Regions from separate parts of the Sus scrofa genome. Here regions 1, 2 and 3 are each linked to region 4. The links are chromatin contacts, called in public HiChIP or PLAC-seq and promoter capture Hi-C maps. All regions are on one chromosome and are shown on one strand. The core of a region is the stretch at or near the end of the contact, and the rest is flanking DNA. Distances in the headings are between cores, read along the strand shown.

What was found. Promoter capture Hi-C pulls out the DNA fragments that hold promoters and counts their contacts. HiChIP or PLAC-seq counts read pairs in DNA pulled down with a chosen protein or histone mark.
Region 1: an H3K27ac HiChIP or PLAC-seq map of alveolar macrophages shows a contact between it and region 4. The contact joins the promoter of DAG1 here to the promoter of USP4 in region 4. A contact is called at or near these places in 2 of 5 promoter capture datasets (fetal liver and liver), 26 of 47 Hi-C or Micro-C datasets (adipose tissue, alveolar macrophages, blood and 12 more) and 2 of 2 datasets of contacts at active chromatin or transcription factors (alveolar macrophages and skeletal muscle).
Region 2: a contact with region 4 is called in a promoter capture Hi-C map of liver, with 10 times the contacts expected there. The contact joins the promoter of NICN1 here to the promoter of USP4 in region 4. A contact is called at or near these places in 3 of 5 promoter capture datasets (fetal liver and liver), 31 of 47 Hi-C or Micro-C datasets (adipose tissue, alveolar macrophages, blood and 13 more) and 2 of 2 datasets of contacts at active chromatin or transcription factors (alveolar macrophages and skeletal muscle).
Region 3: an H3K27ac HiChIP or PLAC-seq map of alveolar macrophages shows a contact between it and region 4. The contact joins the promoter of RHOA here to the promoter of USP4 in region 4. A contact is called at or near these places in 2 of 5 promoter capture datasets (fetal liver and liver), 12 of 47 Hi-C or Micro-C datasets (adipose tissue, alveolar macrophages, blood and 7 more) and 2 of 2 datasets of contacts at active chromatin or transcription factors (alveolar macrophages and skeletal muscle).

Annotation. Positions count from the first base shown.
Region 1 is chr13:32,026,723-32,029,422 of Sscrofa11.1, forward strand. DAG1 (dystroglycan) reads left to right here and starts at 1,297. Exons shown (of 3, transcript XM_021068744.1): 1 at 1,297-2,343.
Region 2 is chr13:32,005,910-32,008,609 of Sscrofa11.1, forward strand. NICN1 (nicolin-1) reads right to left here and starts at 1,357. Exons shown (of 6, transcript XM_021068737.1): 1 at 1,095-1,357. The coding sequence starts at 1,226.
Region 3 is chr13:31,989,633-31,992,485 of Sscrofa11.1, forward strand. It overlaps RHOA (ras homolog family member A), which reads right to left and starts at 1,575. Exons shown (of 6, transcript NM_001244437.1): 1 at 1,381-1,575. TCTA (T-cell leukemia translocation-altered gene protein) reads left to right here and starts at 1,776. Exons shown (of 3, transcript XM_021068739.1): 1 at 1,776-2,203; 2 at 2,551-2,605. The coding sequence starts at 1,981.
Region 4 is chr13:31,903,081-31,905,780 of Sscrofa11.1, forward strand. It overlaps USP4 (ubiquitin specific peptidase 4), which reads right to left and starts at 1,297. Exons shown (of 22, transcript NM_001243188.1): 1 at 1,039-1,297. The coding sequence starts at 1,139.

The sequences.
Region 1 (2,700 bases), core at 47-2,546, 120 kb after region 4:
TTTAGCCTTTTCAAAGAAGCTAAATTTCAGAGCTGGATTTTTTTTTTTTTTTTTTTTTTGTCTTTTGTCTTTTTGTTGTTGTTGTTGTTGTTGCTATTTCTTGGGCTGCTCCCTCGGCATATGGAGATTCCCAGGCTAGGGGTTGAATCGGAGCTGTAGCCACCGGCCTACGCCAGAGCCACAGCAACGCGGGATCCGAGCCGCGTCTGCAACCTACACCACAGCTCACGGCAACGCCGGATCGTTAACCCACTGAGCAAGGGCAGGGACCGAACCCGCAACCTCATGGTTCCTAGTCGGATTCGTTAACCACTGCACCACGACGGGAACTCCCAGAGCTGGATTTTTTAAAGTTTTAATATCTAAAGAATGATTTGGGGATTTTCCTTAGTCTTTTTTTTTTTTTTTTTTGTCTTTTTGCCATTTCTTGGGCCGCTCCCACGACATATGGAGGTTCCCAGGCTAGGGGTCGAATTGGAGCTGTAGCCGCCAGCCTACGCCAGAGCCACAGCAACGCGGGATCCGAGCCGTGTCTTCGACCTACACCACAGCTCATGGCAACACTGGATCGTTAGCCCACTGAGCAAGGCCAGGGATCGAACCCGCAACCTCATGGTTCCTAGTCGGATTCGTTAACCACTGCGCCACGACGGGAACTCCCCTTTTTTTTTTTTTTTTTTTTTTTGTGGATTTTCCTTAGTCTTTACTTCTTTTTCTGGTCTGTATGAAGTTTGGAGCCCATGAATTTAAGTTTAAAGAATCAAAGGGAAGGAGTTCCTATCATGGTGCAGTGGAAATGAATCTGACTAGTATCCATGAAGATGCAGGTTCGATCCCTGGTCTTGCTCAGTGGGTTGGGGATCCAGTGTTGCCATGAGCCATGGTATAGGCCACAGATGAGGCTTGGATCCCACATTGCTGTGGGTATGGTGTAGGCCAGTAGCTGCAGCTCTGATTCCACCCCTAGCTTGGGAACTTCCATATGCTAGGGTGAGGCCTAAAAAAAAATATCACAGGGAGTTCCCATTGTGGCTCAAGGGTTATGAACCTGACTAGAATCTATGAGGATGCAGGTTTGATCCCTGGCCTCATTCAGTGGGTTAAGGATCTGGTGTTGCCACAAGCTGCTGTGGAGGTTGCAGATGAGACTGGATCAGGTGTTGCTGTGGCTGTGGGGTAGTCTGGCAGCTGCAGCTCTGATTCAAACCCTTCCATATGCTGCAGTTGTGGCCCTAATAAGAAAAGTAAAAGAATCGCAAACAGGTATGTGCATTTGGGAGATGGGTCATTCTTTTTTTTTTTTTTTTGCTTTTTAGGGCCGCACTGGTGGCATATGGAAGTTCCTAGGCTAGGGGTCAAATCAGAGCTACAGCTGTCAGTCTACGCCACAGCCACAGCAATACCGGATCTGAGCCTTGTCCGTGACTATAACATGGCTCACAGTAAAGCAGGATAGCACACTCACTGATAGAACCTGCATCCTCACGGATACTAGTTGGATTCACTAGTTGGATTCGTTTCTGCTGAGCCTAAAGGGGAACTTCCGGGGCATTCATTTTTTCTCTCTCTGGAGTCTGCTTCTCCCAGTCTTTCCTAAGGAGAGGAAGAAAGCAGGGGAAACCCAGTTCCACCAGGATCCCATGAGCAACCTCTGGCAGGCAGTAGCCAATTCTGTGTTCAGAATGTAATAGCTGACAAGAGTGCGGGCCTGGAATTCCAGCCTGGCCACAGGCCCAGGAAGGGATGGACACATTCTGCACAGGGAACAGAGTCCACCACAGGTCCCATACCCCGACCCGTTGAGTAATTGTTCAGGTCTAGTAACTGAAGCATCTGAGGCCTTTGAGGTGTGGGGGGGTGGCTAGGTAAGCCCTAGGGACAGTGAGAGCGTCTGTAGGAGCCTCCCCTTTAAGGGAGACAGACCTCAGCAGTAACTACCCGCCTTTCTTCCCCCCACCCCCTGAAAGAATGCGGGCCTTGAGTGAGTGACCAGAGCCAGCGGGTCAGAGCTATTTCTGGCGCCTGAGGAGCATCGGATTCCGGGTGTTGAGGGCAGGAGGAGGGGACGAGGGTCAGGCCCGAGCCACTTCCTGGACGCCCCCGCCTGCTGGGGGCACCCGGAGAGGGGCGCGGCTCCCTGCCCTTCCGGTCCTCGCCTCAGTTTCCTCATTAGTATAGGAGGCGGGCAACCGGGCCATCATCGTTTGCAATTTAGAGGACGCTTCCTGAGTGTTTTCTTGGCTTAGAAGTACCTGATCTGCGTTAGAGAGAAATCAGCAGGGCCAAAGGCAGTCTATGGATGGCTAGTTGCGGCAGGGCCAGTCATTAAGCCTGACCACCCGGGTAGGTTGGATGATTCTCAGCGGCTCAAATGCCTGAGGTTGGGCGCGGCGCCCCTCCCCCGCTCCCAGGTCTGAGAGCTCCCCGAGACGCGGACAGCTTGGGGCGTGTTCTAGGGGCGGACTTGGCTCGCCGCGGGGCGGGATTTCCAGGATGGGGCGTGTCTTTTCGGGTGGGGGCGTGGCGGGCCAATAGGCAGAGCGACGCTGGCGCGGGCGGGGGCGGAGCCTTTGCGCGGGTGCGGCGCTCTGCGGGGCGGCCGACGCAGGCAGAAGCGGGCGTCGCGGGGACTGTCGGTCGGCGCCGCACGGAGCTGGCCGCGGGATTGGCTGCAGCACTCGCGTGTCAGGGGGTTGCTAG
Region 2 (2,700 bases), core at 107-2,606, 100 kb after region 4:
TACCAATCTAACAATTTCAACAAGAATCCACTGGGGCCTTAAAAAATTTTGCTTTCCTAGAACTCATAGTCCAAATGAGCACATCATGCAAACAAACCATGACCTCAGATCTTGCCACATGTCCAAAATGCTGCCAGAGGTCAAAGCCCTAACTCTAGAGGAGGTAGAAAATGTACAGATGAGTTCATCAAATGGACCAGGAAAAGGAGAAAATGTAAACATAGCATATACAAAGAAGCACCAAGTGGTGACAGATCCTGGCACCTGGGACAGTGGTTCGGCCTAGCTACAGCAGTTCTCATCACTGGATACTCATCAGAATTAACCAAGGAAAAAATTTTTTTTGAAAATTAAAAAAATATATAGCTATACAGGCTCCACTCCAGACCAAATGAATCAGGATTTCCAGAGTTGGGCCCTTTAATAAAATCTCTCAGCTTAGAGTAAGGAACAGCTTGGGGAAGAACCATATACTATAAGTCAAAGTGCACATGTGGAGAAGCAAATAGGGCACAGACACAGAGTGGCCCTGAATGTTAGGCCATTAGAAAGTGGGCTTTGTCCTCTTGATTTCTGCATTGTCCAGTCACTCTGCCAGCAAAAGTAGAAGAGCAACTGGAGACTGGTAACTGGAGCCACTGGGAAAATCCCAATGAGGGATGAGTTGATCCTGACCTCCAGCAGGGACTGTAGGTCTGGGCAGGAGGCATTTTTGTGGGTTTGTTGTTTGTTTGTTTTTGCATACTCCCTAGGTATGCCTAAGTTTCTGGGCCAGGGAGCAAATAGAGTCAGCAGCGACAACCGCCAGATCCTTAACCCGCTGCACCTCAAGAGAACTCCCTTAGCCTACTACGTTGCCACTTCTGTGCCAGGGCTGTTCTGGACACTGGGAAGAGATGTTGAAGAGAACAGAAGAGGAAGCTGTGTTACAGTAAATACTTGTTAACTGAAGAGATAAACAAATAGTTAACTGATTCTTTAGGGCGAGGGCTCTGGAGAGGCTTTCAGTAAAAGATTAGATGCCTGGGACACGCCCGAGTTCCCCAGATAGGCCCCGCCCAGGAGCCCGGGTCGCGCCCACAGGGCTTGCTCACCTCGAAGGGCGCGACGCTGGGGAAGGTGACATCGATGACCAGCACGCCAGGCCGGCCTTGGGAGGTCCGCACGTCCCCCACCTGCAGGGCCACAGTGCCTTTCACATGGCAGGGCACGGACACGCGGGACATGGTGCCAACGACCAGGACCAAACACAACTGCCGCTCCTGGCTTTGGACCAATGGTCCTTCCCTGCGTCCCAGCCGAGCCCCAAGAACTACAACTCCCGAGAGGAATCGTGCTGGGCCAGCCCAGCCAATGACCGATGCTCGGGGCGGGCCGGGAGTCGGAAGTGCCTGCGGAAGTGCTCCTTCAGCCAATCACCGAGAGAGCCTTGGAGACGCGCCGCAGCCATTGCTCAGAAATGGCTTAGCTAGCCTGGATGCAATATCGGGCTGGGCCCTCTGTCCACCGCAAGTACTTCTATGCAAGGCGGACGTCTTTCAGAACTCGTAAGCCATGAGCATGAATGAGTATAGGTCCTAGGCGACTTTAGTTGCAAATATAGATATTAACCCTTTTTTTTTAATAGGCAAAGGATTTGAAGGGATAATTTACAGAAGATAGATAAATAGCCAGTATGCCCGTGAAAATATGTTTAACATGATTATTCACGAGGGAAACATAAATTAGAGACCTCACACACACCCACTAAACGCCAGTAAGCAGGCTAAAATTAAAGACTGACAAGAATGTGGAACAAGAATGTGGAATCCACTGATAATTAACTGGTACTTCGAAAAGCGGTTTAGCCATTCTTTTTTTGTTTGTTGGTTTTTGTGCCATTTCTTGGGCCGCTCCCGCGGCATATGGAGGTTTCCAGGCTAGGGGTCCAGTCGGAGCTGTGGCCACCGACCTACACCAGAGCCACAGCAACGTGGGATCCCAGCCGCGTCTGCGACCTACACCACAGTTCGCGGCAACACCGAATCCTTAACCCACTGAGCAAGGCCAGGGACCGAACCAGCAACCTCATGGTTCCTAGTCGGATTCGTTAACCACTGAGCCACGATGGGAACTCCCAGTTTAGCCATTCTTTAAGAACTAAATTTATACCTATAATATGATGCAGCCTTTGCACTCATTAGTGTTTACCCAAGAGAAATGAAAGCACATGTCCATCCAAGGGCTTTATTCACAATAGCCAGAAGTTGGAAATAATCCAAATGTCCAACAGATTAGCTAATTGTGGTATGTCCACACAATGGAACACTACTCAACAATAAAAAGAAATGAACAAAGCCATGTGTCTATCAACAGATGAATGAGTAAACAAAATGTAATTATATAAGATGGAATTATTCAGCCTTAAAAAGGAATGCAATTCTGATGTATGCATCAACATGCATGAACATTGAAAATATTATGCTCAGTGAAAAAACAGACATAGAAGTACAAATACTGTATGATACCACTTATGTTAGGTACCTAGACTAGTCAAATTCATACAGTAAGTAGAATAGAGGTTGCCAGGGGCTATGGGCAGGGGAAATGGTTATCGTTTAATAGGTACAGAGTTTCAGTTTAGGATGGATAAAAAAATTCTGGAAATAAGTGTTGATTACACAGCACTATGAATATATGTAAAACCAGTGAACGATAGGA
Region 3 (2,853 bases), core at 325-2,824, 87 kb after region 4:
TCTTGATCAATGAAAACGTCTTCCCTTTAATACAGATTTTTATGAGAACGGAAGCTATGAGTCTAGGATTAATCTTTACTAAAATCAAGTTCCATCTGATATTTTATGTTCCCAAGGGCCACCAGTGCTCTACAAAAATTAGATGGAACTACTCAAGACAATTTATCAAAAGAGATCCTTCACTAAGTTACCCTTTATAATTAAAAGCTAATCTTTTATCTTCACCCCAAACAATGTCACTTGTGCCAAATGCTCAAAACAACATCTCTCCCAATTTAGTCATGTCTAAAGTGACAATCATGCAATGGTACAAATGCATTACACATCTGGATGTGTGACACAAGGTGGCTGACAAATTCTCACCACATACAACATTTAAAAGAATTTTTTAAAGTATTTTTCCCCTTCAGGTCTGGCAGGAATATAATCTGATTACACACCTGCAAGGGACATTTACTTCAAAAGACTGTCTTAAATACAAAGAGAACCAAACAAGTTACCAACAGAGGTAAAAACTTTTTATCAGGACCATTATGAAACACAAGGGAAACCAACTTTAAGTAAAAAGGATGCCAATTTTCCATCATTAACTACTAATCATGGTTTTGAACAAATCGAGTGCAAATAGTGCTATTTAATGAACATGTAACTGGATCCAACTGGACAGATGTTTAGGTGATTCCTAATCAAGGTAATAACTCAGACTAAGAAAAATTGCAAATTAATACTATATTTTTATGCTACATAGTTTAATCAGGAAAAATATCCCCTTCAATTGGAAAATTCCCTTCTTCCAATATCGAAGAATCCTAACCCCTAGGATTTCAACACTGTTTTACTTAACACAATCTCAAAGAATACTGCATTAAAAAGGAAAATACCCAAAACGTAACTGGACTTCACCAAGTATAAAACGGTGATTCATGTTTCATACTAAATGTAAAAGCCAAAATGGAGTTGTAAAGAGTTTCTTTCCCATTTCAACTCCGATAGCCAAGCACGCTTCCCAGCGGCCGGCTGCCCCCCGGGTCGTGGGGCCAGTCTCACAACCCCCGCCCTGCCCCGCGCAGCCCTAAGAGAGGAAGCGCCCGGGACCGCGGGGCGGGCAGGCGGCTAGGGCTCCACCAGGCCTGGCCGGGCGGGGGAAGGGGCGCGGGAGGCCGCGGGGCGCGCTTCCGGGGACCGCGCGGGCGGGGCCGCCGCTTTGGGAAGAGGAGCCCGGCTACTGGGCCCCGAGTTAGGGTCAGGGGACAGGGTCCTGGGGCTCCCGGCCGAGAGCAGCAGGTGGGGCGCGGCCGCGGCGGGGCGGCGGCTGGCGGGCGGCCGGAAGAGTGCCGGGCGGGCGGGCCCGGGACGCCAGGAGGGAACCCTCTCGCTCACCTAAGGCGACGACTCCAAGGCCGGCTTCTCCGCGCCGAGAACGCCTGTCCGCGAGTCGCGAGCTCGAAGACTACGGCGGGTGGCTGTGGAGGTGGCGGTGGACTAACGAGAGAACCGACGGAGAGCGACGGGCGGGGAGCGCGAGAGAGCAAGAGCGGGCGGCGACGGCGGCGGGAGGGCGGGGAGCGACGTGCGCGCCCCCGAGTGCCCAGCGGGCTCGAGCCGGCCCCGGTCGCGGCCCCGCGCACGCGCGCGCACTCAGGGCTCAGCCACGATTGCTCAGGAGCGCGTCCACACCCTAAAAGCAAGACGCTTAACCAATCATTGCAGCCGCGTGGTGCATCACGGGAACTCTGGGGCTATAAAAGAGCTGGTTGCTATTTTATACTCCTCGAGTCACTCATCCTTTAAGCAGGGTGGGGCTTGGTGCGCGTGCGCGGTTTTACTGCTCCGCCCCAACTGCCAACTCTGCGCGCAGGCGAGGTAGGCGCTCCATGCCTCGGTTTACGCGTGCGCATTATTGAGTCTGGCTCCGGAAGACCGGACGCTTGCGCAGTGGGGACTACGGTGACAGTCCCCTGGGTCCGCCACCGGCCAGTCATGGCGGAGCCTTGGTCGGGGCAGTCCTTGCAGGTTCTGCCGGCCACGGTGCTGGGCGCGCTGGGCGCCCTCGGCAGCGAGTTCCTGCGGGAGTGGGAGGCTCAGGACATGCGCGTGACCCTCTTCAAGTTGCTGCTGCTTTGGTTGGTGTTAAGTCTCCTGAGCATCCAGCTGGCGTGGGGGTTCTACGGGAGTACGGTGACCGGGCTGTATCACCGCCCAGGTGAGGCTCCCCACCAACTTCCGTGGACCGGCCACCCTCTTCCCGCACTGACTGTACCTTCGGGTTCCCCGAACCCTCCCCCCCAGATTACCACTGGTGCCCTGAGAACCTAATGACAACGCTGTATCCTGACCCATGTCAACATAGCATTTCATGCCAGTAACCCCACCAGTCCACCCATGATATATAATTTCCCTTGCACTCTCATCAGACAATACCACAAGTTCTTTAGGGCCTCCACCACACTCTCCAACAAATACCACTGGCCTCTAACCTGACCTGGGCTGATGCCTGCTCAGATACCCACCCCCAGCCTGTTGCAGCTCTGGATGTGTTCCTGCCCCCAGGTCTGGGCAGCCAGAACGGATCCACACCTGATGGCTCCACGCATTTCTCGTCCTGGTGAGTAAATCTCTTCCCACTTTAACCCCATGCTTGGCACATAGAGGCCACTCCTGAGCTGAGGATAGGGGAGGGGAGTTCTCAGGGTAGGAGTCCACCAGCTTAGTGGCCTTTGCAGTAAACTCCAAGGTCTCTAACTAGAGCTCAAGCTGTAAGTGACACTGATGTCTAAACAACCCATCATTATGTTGTTCAGTAACCTGTGGGGCAGGTGACATTATTGTCACAATTTCAGAGATGAAGGGGCA
Region 4 (2,700 bases), core at 47-2,546:
AATATCTAAACGCTCTTTTCTCTCCAAACCTCTTGAACATCCTCCAAACACTTTTACTGATTTTAGTCTATCTGAAACTTCCTCTGCTTCTGTTGAGTATTCTTCATATGCCACTTCTGATCAGGATATATCATCCACAAGTACTTTTTGCCCGCCCTGCCTTTCACAGATTGGCTAGCACAAGACACACCTGAATTCCTCCTAATCCCACTGTTTCTCTTCCCTGCTCAAGTCCTCTGTCACACTAAGTTTCTTGGAAGACAACCATAGTTTCTTAAAGAGGGATGCTCAGTCACATTCAGTGCAAAGCCAAGCCCCAGCTTTCAGCTCCCACACAATACAATAGTGTAAGTACTATTCCTTCTCCTAGAAAATTTATTAAGAAACTTCTGACTGAGACCTGCTCTTCTAAATCTTGGACTTTTAATCTTTTTAGCTAGGCTCTAGGTTACCCCTCTCTCTCACTCCGAAATGCGGCTGCTACAATTATCTTTGACATTTGCTACCAAAATAATGAGACTCTCAGACATTTGTTCAGCTTCCGACCTTGATGTCTGTTCCGCAGTTTACAAGTTACAAAGTATCTACTTCTGATCTACGCCTCAACCAACTGACTGCGGGGGGCGCCAAATGTCGCTACTCTGGTTTTAACAGTAAGGAACCAGGGTCTGTGAGATGTGGACGCCTTTGCCCAAAGTCACAGAGCGAATCCTCAAATCTAAAGGGTCTGCTCAACCTGAGGGTCCCTGTGAGCATTCCCCTTCTTTCCATTCTGCAGCCCTAGACCCCGCCGGATCCGCCCCCTGAGCTCTGAAAGGGCCGGGACAACCTTCTGCTCCACCCACGCTTTCCCAGAGAGGATCTAGGGCTCCCTCTCTTCTGTGGCGGGGGGTCAAGTCAAACTCCGGGGTCACTAACATCGCCCCTGCCCGGCCGGAAAAGAGGGTCCCGGCCCAAACAGGAAAAGAGGGGATGGGCCTGAGCGCCCAAGCCCCGCCCTCTGGCCCTGCGCGGCGGAAACGCGGGTTCGGCGCTCACCACTGCGCCCCTCGTTGCAGCGTGGTCCTCATTAAGGCCCCGAGCTCGGATTTCTGGGTCTCTGCATCCGGTCGTTCACGGCAGCCTCCGCCTTCCGCCATCTCGTCAGCGGCCCCGGTCCAGCCGGCCCGGACATCCGCCTCGCGCACAGCGTGCCGTGGGTCGCGAACACGCACTCACGCACGCACGCACGCACGTGCGCGCACCCAAGGACCTTCTCGCGCCGCGGCTTGTACGCTTGCCCTCTTCTGCCTTTCCCCCACCCTTCCAACGCGCCAACCCTGTCCCACCCGTGCGCGGCGGAGTGGGCGGGGGTTGGGGGAGCGGCCGGAAGAGGAAGTGGGCGCGGGGCGGGGGTGGGTAGGAGCTGCCGCTTCTTCCGCCCTGAAGGCCAAGCCACGGGGCGGCGGTCCTGCACCACTTCTCCTTTCAGCTCGGCGATCTTTAGGAGTCGGTCCGCAGACCCCATGACACCCTGGGCACCTCTTCTGGATTTGCAGGGTTATCCTGGTCTTAATAAAGGCAGCTCGGGTGCAAGGAGGCCTAGAACTAGGTCTTCTTTTCACTCCAGCCTTTCGGCTTTCAGCAGAGACCTTACGTTAGTCCTTAGCTGCCCAAACTTGGAATGGATCTCCATTCCCAGAGGCACTACAGGGATTTTAGAGGGTGTTAGGTGCACCAGCGCCTTGGGACCGAGTCTCGACGGTGTGGCCTAGTCGTTAGCAAGCTGGACGCCAGTATAACCTAGCCCAGGCAGTTACACAGGCCCCTGAGGTAGCTACTTGCTTTGTCGGGGAGTCAAGCAGCCGCAGAGGGGCAATAGCAATGGGGGAAGGAGAGGTAAAAGTCTGTTCTCCACATCAGATGCCGGGTTGCTGCTCTGTTTGTTGTTGCAACAAGATAGTGTTTGAACACCATATGTTTCCCACTCAACCCTGCAAACAAAAATCACAGCCCTCTTCCTGGAGGAGGAAGTAAACCCAGAGCAAGGTGGAGGCCAGACAGCTAGCCTATGTGAATCTAGCAGAGAAAATAAGATATACAAGGCCCAGTACCTGCCCTTATTTGATCTATAGGAGGAGAATAACTCTTCCACAAATGACCCCAGAGCCAAGCAGTGTGGGGTAAATGCCACTAACAGGTAGAACCAAAGATTAGACCCTGAACTGTGAAAGGGCGCCTTTGACTTGAGTAGCATTTGAGCGTGATCTTGAAAGCATAGAAATGATAGTGCATGTTAAAGGAGGAATAACTAGAAGGGTCAAAGAAAATTTCTGGAACTAGCAGGGTGGACGGAATCAAAGAATGAGGATTAGTCCAATTGAGCTGGGCACAGATTACTGAAAGGGCTTGGGATCTGAAGCTCAAAGGGAGGCCAGAGGGGCCACATGTCTTGCCTTAAACAGCCCACAGATATTGTGGGAAGTTTCAGAGCATAGAGAAATGGTTGAGGGTGCTTTATACCCACAGTGCTACTAGGAACCTTGGGAAAGATGGCTGTGAGGGAGGAGAGGAGAAACAGATGAACTGTGTTCATTTTTAGGGGTAGAAGAGATAGAGGTGGCCTGGTGAAGGTGTGGTAAGTCATTTGAACAGATTTACTATTTTTATGTTCGGCTTTTGGCTAATTGAAGTTACTTTGCACTCCTGGGACATCCACTA